2 separate regions of the Mus musculus genome follow, and region 2 is linked to region 1. Evidence: chromatin contacts called from public ChIA-PET data. All regions are on one chromosome and are shown on one strand. Each heading gives the region's core, a stretch centred on a gene start, on an enhancer-like site or on the middle of the called end of the contact. The rest is flanking DNA. Distances are from core to core; before and after follow the strand shown. Region 1 holds the start of Zfp11 (zinc finger protein 11). Region 2 holds the start of Sumf2 (sulfatase modifying factor 2).

Evidence for each region. ChIA-PET counts read pairs in DNA pulled down with a chosen protein or histone mark.
Region 2: a contact with region 1 is called in an RNA polymerase II ChIA-PET map of effector CD8 T cells, with 7 read pairs. The contact joins the promoter of Sumf2 here to the promoter of Zfp11 in region 1. A contact is called at or near these places in 1 of 39 promoter capture datasets (neural stem cells), 1 of 115 datasets of contacts at active chromatin or transcription factors (effector CD8 T cells) and 1 of 9 other capture datasets (pancreatic islet).

Annotation. Positions count from the first base shown.
Region 1 is chr5:129,667,006-129,671,825 of GRCm38.p6, reverse strand. It overlaps Zfp11 (zinc finger protein 11), which reads left to right and starts at 1,738. Exons shown (of 3, transcript NM_172462.4): 1 at 1,738-1,766.
Region 2 is chr5:129,845,449-129,849,865 of GRCm38.p6, reverse strand. It overlaps Sumf2 (sulfatase modifying factor 2), which reads right to left and starts at 2,876. Exons shown (of 9, transcript NM_026445.2): 1 at 2,780-2,876. The coding sequence starts at 2,870. It overlaps Cct6a (chaperonin containing Tcp1, subunit 6a (zeta)), which reads right to left. Exons shown (of 13, transcript NM_009838.2): 12 at 4,211-4,283; 13 at 3,423-4,118. The coding sequence ends at 4,046.

The DNA.
Region 1 (4,820 bases), core at 489-2,988:
ATCAAAAGCTACACCCCTAGCACCTGATGTCACATGGTCATCACGGTCATCATGCTGTTTTTTTTTTTTTGTTTTTTTTTTGTTTTTTTTTTTTTTTTTAATTTCAGGAGCTGCTGTCATTCAAGGATGTCTCCGTTGATTTCTCTCCAGAAGAGCAGGAATGCTTAGACCCTGCTTGGTGGAATTTGTATAGAAATGTGATGGTGGAAAACTACAGAAACCTTGTCTCTCTGAGTGAGGATCTCTCCCCTACAGAATTCCCAACCTCCTGCCCATATTTCACTCCCTCCCTTCATTAAATATTTCTCAGGAGCTTACACTTTGCAGGGAAGTCGTGGGCAGGTTCATTTTAACTGTATTTCCTTTAAAAATCTCCTTCCTTGATGGAGGATGCTTCTTACACTCTCATCGGTGGTGATTGTAGGAGTTTGTTGGCATGAAGTGTCATGAATTACAGTCCAAATCTTCCCTTTGATTCAGTCATATGTGCAAGTGAGTCTTTCATCTCCAAACTGAAGATTCTTCATGCGTACTCTACTGTAGGAAACCACTGGGGGAAAAGCTGAGCAATGTAAGCTGAAAATAATTCTATGTAAGCTGAGCAAGCCAGTAAACAGCACTCCACTATGGCCTCTGCATCAGTTCCTGCCTCCAGGTTCCTGCCCTTTTTGAGTTCCTGTCCTGTTTCCTTCAGTGATGAAGAGTGCTCTAGAAGTGTAAGCAAAACAAACCCTTTCCTCCCCAAGTTGCTTTGGTCATGGTGTTTCACAGCAATAGTAACGCTAAGACATACACCATAGTCAAACTAGAAATATCCAAAGATTAACTGAAAATCAAGAGAGAAATAAGCAAAATCAACACATATCTAGCAAAGTATGATCTCAGTTACAGAAATAATCTAATCAGAATTAGAAATTTAAAAGTGAAGCCAGAGGTTGTGGCATACACCTTTAATCCCAGCGCTTGGGAGCAGAGGCAGGTGGATTTCTTAGTTTAAAGCCGCCATGATCTACAGAGTTCCAGAACAGCCAGAGATACACAGAGAAACCCTGTCACAACAAACAAACAAACAAACAACAAGTTTCTTTAAAGTCAAAGAAAAAGACTATCAATATAGGATTCTGTATTCATCAGCGCATTCTTTCCAGAACAAAGTGGGAGTCAGGTTGCCCTGACATGCCATGATATCTAATACATATCTAACAGGGGTTTGAAGCAACTATATGGAAATGCAAAAAAACAAAAACAAAAACAAAAACAAAAAACAAAAAACAAAAAACAAAAAACAAAACAAAAACATTGTACAAAATTCTTAAGAGAATTGTCAAAAATAATCTATACAGCAAAGACCTATCATTTTTGTCCCTACTCAGCCTGGAAGTGATAACTTGCAGTGTTAATCAAGGCTGTGGGATGCCAAAAGTGGTCTGCATCCAGGTCCCTTAGACTGAGAACTACCATGGAGACAGACTTCATTCTGTCTTGGCGGGCTTTGGGTGGGGTGCCACCATCACTGGAGACCGTTTCCTATTTGCACCTCCGGTCCAGCTCTTGCCAGCCAGCCTGTTGCCCTCACCACTTGGACTCCCAGGGAGGATTATTCCTAGCCACCTCGGAACCCAAACACTCTCCGGGTCACCGCGGAACCCGGAGACCCGGGAACCCAGATACCCCGGAACGGAAGCCTGCGGAAACCGGAGACCAGAGAACCCGGACACTCTGGAACGGGACACCGCGGAAAAGATCCGTTCCGGAATCGGGACAAGGTGAGTCCGGGCTCGGCCTCCGAGCAGGGAGGTGGTTTTTGTAGATGCAGCGGTGCGGGATCGGCGGCCAGTCCCGGGTCGGGTCGAGTTCTCTAGGGCATCTGTCAGCTCGCGGCGAGGGCCCAAGGCTGGCAGCCCGATGGCGGGATACTGGGGACATCCCGACTCCCCGTGTGCCGGTCCTGCCCGAGAAAAGCCCTGAGCTGGGGTCCGCACCCACTTCTCCCCAGCGGCCTGCACCTTGGACAGTAAATTCCTACGAATTTCCCATGTCTTCACATTAAACTGTCCCCGCGTATCAAACAAATTCTTGTGCTTTTTATATTTCTGCCCCCCCCCGCCCCCGTGCACATCGGGTAGCAATGCAAAAGGACTTGTTTTGTGTTCGTGAACCGTGCGTCTGTGCAGAAAGCACTGGACAGCTATTAATTAGAATCCTAGTAAAACTTTTCACGTCACTCCTTCTCCCTAGGCACGGGCACTTTAGCACGAAAAACCTTTGGGTTGAGCTTTCCCCTGGCTGATTTCAGAGGTGATACATATGCCTTTTTTCTTTTTCTTTTTTCTTTTTTTGGTACTGGATTTCAGTACTTCTGACCTCAAGCGCAGGTACTAGGTGCTACCGGTGCCATGTCCCAGATTAGGAGTTGTTAAGGTCCCTGGGATTCTGTCCTCGGCGGATCTGTGAGCCTGCAGCCTTTAAGGCTGGTTACCAAAGGGATACAGGGACTGTTTTATTTACATATCTTGGCTACTGTAATATTATAACTGTGTCCTCATCTTGGTATATTTACTCTCTATTGTGACTTATGGGTCATACAGTAAGCCAGCTTTAACTTTTTTTTCAAGAGCTTTCACGTTATTTAAAAATTCATATACTCACCTTGCCAATAGTTCCCAAGGACTGCCCCTCCCTGTGTTTATGTTCCCTAGACCCCCCTCCCCCCTTTTGTTTTTTCTTTAATGACAGACATCTCTTCAAGTAGCCCATTCTGGCCTGGAAGTTTCCTTTTTTTTTTGGTTGATGCCTCCTGAGTGCTGGGTTAGCTTTTTGGTAAGAGCTCCCAGTCCTGGGTTTAATCGTTGTTGCAAATAAATGAGAGTCCATGCTTTGACATAGCTCCTGGAAGCATATACTAGAAACACTTCAGGACTGTACAGGGACCTGTGATTTCTAGCTTTTTTACCTCATGACTACTACCCTGTGACTGTGCTTACACGTGTGTGTATAGTTATTCACTGCCTGAGGTCTAGGGAGACTTTTCATCACCTTTGTTTCCAAAAAGTTTGGCAGTTCATATATGGATCCTTTAATGAAAGATTGGGGGGGGGGTCAGTGCCCTGCCCCCCCCCCCAACCAATTCCATGAAGTTTAAGGATGCTCTGTTTGTTCCAACAACAACAACAAAAGCCTGAAGGATTCCAAATGCTCTCTTTTTCTAGTATTCTCTCTTCTTCGGTTTACTGATACCATGGTCAACTCTGTTGTTGTGCGTTCTCTGAAATGATCAGCATGTTAGCATGTACCTGTACACGCTTGTATTTCTAGCCATTGGAATAATGCCCGAGGGACTGAGTTAAGGACCAGCTTGGCCTTCACAGGGAATACCAGGCCACCTAGGTAACATCTTAAGACCCTGTTTCAATAAACACATCAGTCAATTATCTGCGTGCAGCGTGCAGCTGAAATTATATTACTCTGAGTTCTAGTTTGAGGACCTTTCCAGGGCAGGTTTTTTTTTATACTAAGCATGATGAGACTGAAGGGAAATATATTTTACTCTTCGCATTTTTTTTCTTGTCTCTTTAAGTTTAACTTCTCAATGCTACACATATTCAGGAAATGTCAGCTATCACAAAGTGAAAATTGTCCATATGTATGATGGTTAATTGTGGTTGTCAATTTAACTGGCTTTAGACTCAATTCAGACATGAGCTGCTGGGCACAGTTCTGAGCAATTTTCTTGGCTAGCTTATTTGAAGTGGGAAGACATTCTAAATGTGGGTGGTACCTTCCGTTAGTAGCTCAATTCAAAGGAAGTCCTAGAGGAAAGCTTTCCCTTTTGCTCGTTCAGTCTTGCTGATAAGTTCATCTATTCTGTTGTGTCTCTCACTGCTGTTACCACTGCGGCTACATTCCTTTGCTGATACAAGAACCCCATTTCGTTGGGCTTCCAACATGCACTGACATTTAGTGGATCTCCAGGAAGCCTCTAGGCTTTCAGCACAAGGTTAGGACTGCAGAGGCATCCAGCTTTGCAAACTGAGGAAGGAACTGCAGGGTTCTCAGGTCTCTCAGATTGTGAAGACAGCCATTGTCATACTAACCCAGGTTGGATTGTATGTGCTGGCTAGTTTTATGTCGACTTGACACAAGATAAAGTCATCAGAGATGAGGGCACTTCATTTGAGAAACTGCCTCCATTAGATCCTATAGCCACACCTGTAGGACATTCTCATAATTAGCAATTAATTTGGAAGGGCGGCTCAGATCACTTTGGGCAGTACCAACCCTGGGCTGGTGGTCCTGGGTTCTATAAGGAAGCAGGTTGAGTGAGCCATGAGGAGGAAGCCAGTAAGCATCTTTTTTCGTGGCCTTTGCATCAGCTCCTGCCTCCAGGTTCCTGCCCTGACTTCCTTTGATGATGAAAGGTGGTGATGTGGAAGTGTAAGCCACATAAACCCTTTCCTTCCTAAGGTGCTTTTGGTATTGGTGTCTCATCACAGCAATGGTAACCCTAATTATATCTTATATAAACCAACCTAATAAACTCCCTATTTTAACTGTGTATTTAGTTTTTATTTTAACGTGCATAACATATATTTCCACCTATATCTAGCCAGAGAGAGTAAAAGTGAGAGTGAGAGAGAGGGAGCAGGAGATGGCCCCTCTGTGTAGTGTAGCTCTGGCTATCCTGGAACTCCATTTAGTTATCAAACTAGCCTGGAACTCACAGATAACCATCTGCCTCTGATTCCCTCGTGCTGGGTTTAAAGTCATGTACTACCATGCCTGGCATTTTTTTGTACTTTTCTTTAAAATGATTGTTTACA
Region 2 (4,417 bases), core at 1,627-4,126, 180 kb before region 1:
ATATATGCACAGAGATAGGGCTGCATTGTTTGTTTAGTTCAATTTTACAATAATAATAATTTTTGAGACATAGTTTTTCTGTGTAGCCCTGCTGTCCTGGAACTCACTCTGTAGACCAGGCTGGCCTCGAACTCAGAAATCTGCCTGCCTCTGACTCCCAAGTGCTGGGATTAAAGGCGTGCGCCACTATTGCCTGGCAACTCTTTGCTTTCTAAACATGTTTATTTTATGAGTGTGTATCTACCGTGAGTGAGTATGCCTGGTACCCACAGAGGCCAGAAGAGGGCACTGAGTCATCTGGAACAAGACAGATGCAAGCTGCCATGTGGGTGCTGGGAACCAAGCCTAGGTCCTCGTCCTACAGGAACAACAAGTGCTCTTAACTGCCGAGTCACCTCTCCAGACCATACTTGATTACTTACATACCTCTCTTGCCTCAGCTAGGTCAATTTAGAAACTGTAACTTCAAATACATGTACATTTTTCACCCACACTCCCTCTACCACCCGCTCTGACCTTTGGAGACAGGGTCTTACTATATAGTTCAGGCTGGCCTTGAACTCACAGACATCAGCTTGCCTCTGCCTCCCAAGTGCTGGGATTAGTACGTAAGCCACTACACCACTCACACTTCATGCTGTTTCTTTCCCTCTCCCTTTGTACTGTTGAACACTTTACTGTTTTATTTTTGAGATGAAGGCTCATGCAGCCCAGGCCAGCTTAGAACTAGGTATCCAAGGATGATGCTGACTTCCTGATGACAGGGAACAGGTAGGTGTGTACCACTTGGCCCAGTTCATGTGATGCTGGGGATGGAAATCAGGTTTCACATTAAGCAAGCACTGTACAAATGAATCACACCCATAATTTATGTGCATATTACTTTTTTATTTTTGTGTGAGATAGGGTTTTTCTGCATGGCAATCTTTCTGATTTAAAAACAAAACAAAACAAAACAAAAAAACAACCCAAACAATTCTACAGCTCCTTCACCCCAGGGACCCTCCCATCTCTGCCTCACCAATGCTAAGATTGCAGGCATGTGGCACTGTGCCCCAGGCTCAAGAACTTGATGTGTGTGTCACAGGGAATTGAAACCAGGGTCTCACATATGCTATGTGGTGCTCGACCCTAGCTTCTCATTTTAAAATTAGTTGCTTTTTTCCCTTATTTTAGTTTTTGATGACAAGGTCACCCTACTCCCACCCCACTCCAACCCTGGGCTGGCCTGAAAAGAAATCACTATATAGATGGACTAGCCTTGCTTGGCAGTCACAGAGATCTACCTACCTTTGCCTCTCAAGAGATTAAAGGTGTATAAGCAACCAGACCCTGCTTTTCAGGGTCTTATATTTAACCCTCTTCTCATTCTGATACAATTCTACCCATCTCAAGAATAATCCCGAGAGGGCAAAAAAAACCGAGTGAGTAGGGAGATCTCAAATTAAAGGGGAATGAAATATCAAGCTGCAATATAAACTGTAGTTTGATTGTAATTTAACAAACTAACATTTTAAAAAATATTTTTAGGGTTGAGCAGTGGTGGCCCTTTAATCCCAGCACTTGGAAGGTAGAGGCAGGCATTTCTCTGAGTTTGAGCCCTGTCTGGTCTACAGAATGAGTCCAGGACAGCCAAGGATACACAGAGAAACTCTGTCTCTAAAAGCCAAAATTAAATTTTTTTTAAGGACCAGGTTAAATCTTCTGTCCTTTGCCAGTATCTGTACACTCACGGCACACAAACACATACATAAAAAGTGGACACCTCTAAGCCCCAGCATACAGAGGCAGAAACTGATGGATCTTTGTGATTTGAGGCCAGCCTGGTCTACATAGTGAGATTCTGTCACATAACAAACTACAATCTAAGACCATATTTTATGCCTTATAATCCCAATTCTAAAGAAGCTGTCGCTGGAGATCACAAGCTCAAGACAAGCTAGGGCTACACAGTCAAGACCTTTATACCAAAATAAATAAATAAATAATTAAATAAATAAATAACCCACCCTCACCCCCCCCCAAAAAAAAAAACCAAACCCCTAAACAAGGGGCCTCTGCGCCGTAGCTTAGCTGAGAGAGTGCTTGAATCTCTATGAATTTGAGGTTAGCCTGGTCTATGTTCCAGGCCAGACAAGGCGACATAGTTGAGCCTCTGCCTCAAGTATAAAATAAAATAGGATATTAGTATATAAGAGCTCCTGTTGCTCTCGAAGACGCTCCGTTTTCAGTCTCCAGCACCCAAGCAGTGGTTTATAACCATGTTTCTTCTGTTGTAGGGATCCAACCTGACCTCCGCCGGCACCAGACACCCTCGTGGTGCACCTATATACGAGGTTGCAAAACACTCATACACATAAAATATCCTAAGAAAAACTGAATCCAAAAGTAACTAGAGATAAAAGGTGCATTTAAACAACATTTTGAGTATCCGATTACTATGTATGTGACTTAAGCGTATCTTTAACTTTCAAAGCTTTCTACAAATAAAAGCTACGAGTCACACGAGTGCACCAGCTCAAGACATGGAAATGGAGAAAAGGAAAATCAGAATGCCTTACTCCCAACGCCCCAGACAGGGCTGAATACCAGAAGAGACCCTGCTTCAAAAAAAGAAAAAAAAAAAGAAAAAGTGCAGTTTCATGATGGCCAGCCCCAGCAAGTAGCCCGAGACCCTGCAAACCCCCTCCGAGGTTAGGGTAGCATCTAGAGCGCAGGATACAGTCACTTTCAGGTGTTCAAGGATAAGGGTGATATAGGCACAGAGCCACACACTGACCTAGCTGAAGCCTGGGGCAGGACAGGAGCCACAGCAGCAACACCGGAGGGAGCAAGGAACCCATGCTGGGGAACCAGAACTCAGAGCGCATGCGTCTGCTCGGGCGCTTCTTCGCGCCTGCGCACTCGCACTGACTCAGTGACCAATGGCAGGGCGCTCCTTGGGAGCTTGCCTGTCAGGCCCGCCCATGAATGAACACAGGCCCACACCCATCCTACTCTGATTTTATCTGACTGCTTTTGTGTGATGTTAACACCCTTGCAGGTCCAATGTGCTGCAGTCTCAGCTGGCTAGAAGTTGCCCACGGTGCTGGGCACTAACTGCCTGTCTGTGAGAACCAGTAGTACGTAGCTGAGCCAACTCTCCACCCAGATATTTTCCTCTATTCAGTTGAGCTGTTCACTCACTCACTGTGGAATACGGAGCCAGCCCCTCTCCCCAAGTATCACACATAAAATCAAGTACATGAAAACCAAAGAGATAAGCTGTTACAGGTATGATGCAAAACCAAGATAGAAAATAGCCTAAAAAATCTTGTTTCACCCAAACCCTTATTCTTCAACAACCGTCCTTTTGGCTGTTAAATGTGTAACTCTCTCAGCCTCTTGTGTTCCCATGTCTGGAAGTTGGGTGGCAGAGTTCTGACCTTCCAGCCTCCACGGAGTAACTTGGCTTTATTAGCTTTTCTGAAGCATTTTCAGTCATTTCAAGTGTGAATGATCCAGTAGCTTCACTCTTTAAGTATTTATTAGACATTATGAAACCCATAAATTACCCAGATGTGTTTTACACTGGCAAGGATCTTACATGTTTAACAGGGAGTTGGCTGGATAATTTCAAATACATCCACAACAAATTATTCTTTCGACCTGGGGTCTCCTGTAGCCTGAGTTGGCATAGAAATTCCGGACTATTTCCAAAGGGCTAGGCTTACAGGCATGTGTCACCATGCCTTATTTAGGAGAAAACCATTACAAACTTTCAAAGAACACTTACGGAACAAGGGTAGACAACATGCTTATCTTATGTAATTTTTGTATCGGTGTAGCTAAAACATCTTGTTCAGTGGGTTGAAAAAGAGCTGCTTTGAGTGTCTTCAGATACTCAAGGCAAAAATAAAATAAAATTTTACAGTATAATTTGAATAGGTGTCAAATGTCCCGTTTCTTTTCTCCAATCAGGAAGAGAAAATTTTTTTCCAAATCACTTGAAGCTTGGACAAAAATAACCATTCCCCCCAACATCCTGTAGTATCACAGGCAGGCCTCAACCCTTCAGAGAGGACATCCCAGCTCGCATGATCTCGTCGACCAGGAGAATGTTGGTGGCGATCACAGTACTGAAAAGGAGGAAGAGAGGACAGATGAGCTATCAACCCAAACTGCTGTGTCTGCCGCCCGCCCGCGAGCCGCCATGATCGTGTACACTCACCAGGAGTGTAGCAGCTGCTTCTTCACACAGTAGTTATCCCACACACCCATCTCTGCAGCCACCATCGGCTCACCTGCAAATAACCAAGAGCACCAAAGGCTTTTTTCATATATTTTATGAACCCTACCAATTCTAAAACAGAAAACATGGGCCAATTGAGACCATATTTTTTTTTCCTTTTCAAAAGATAAGAATTTTCTATACTAC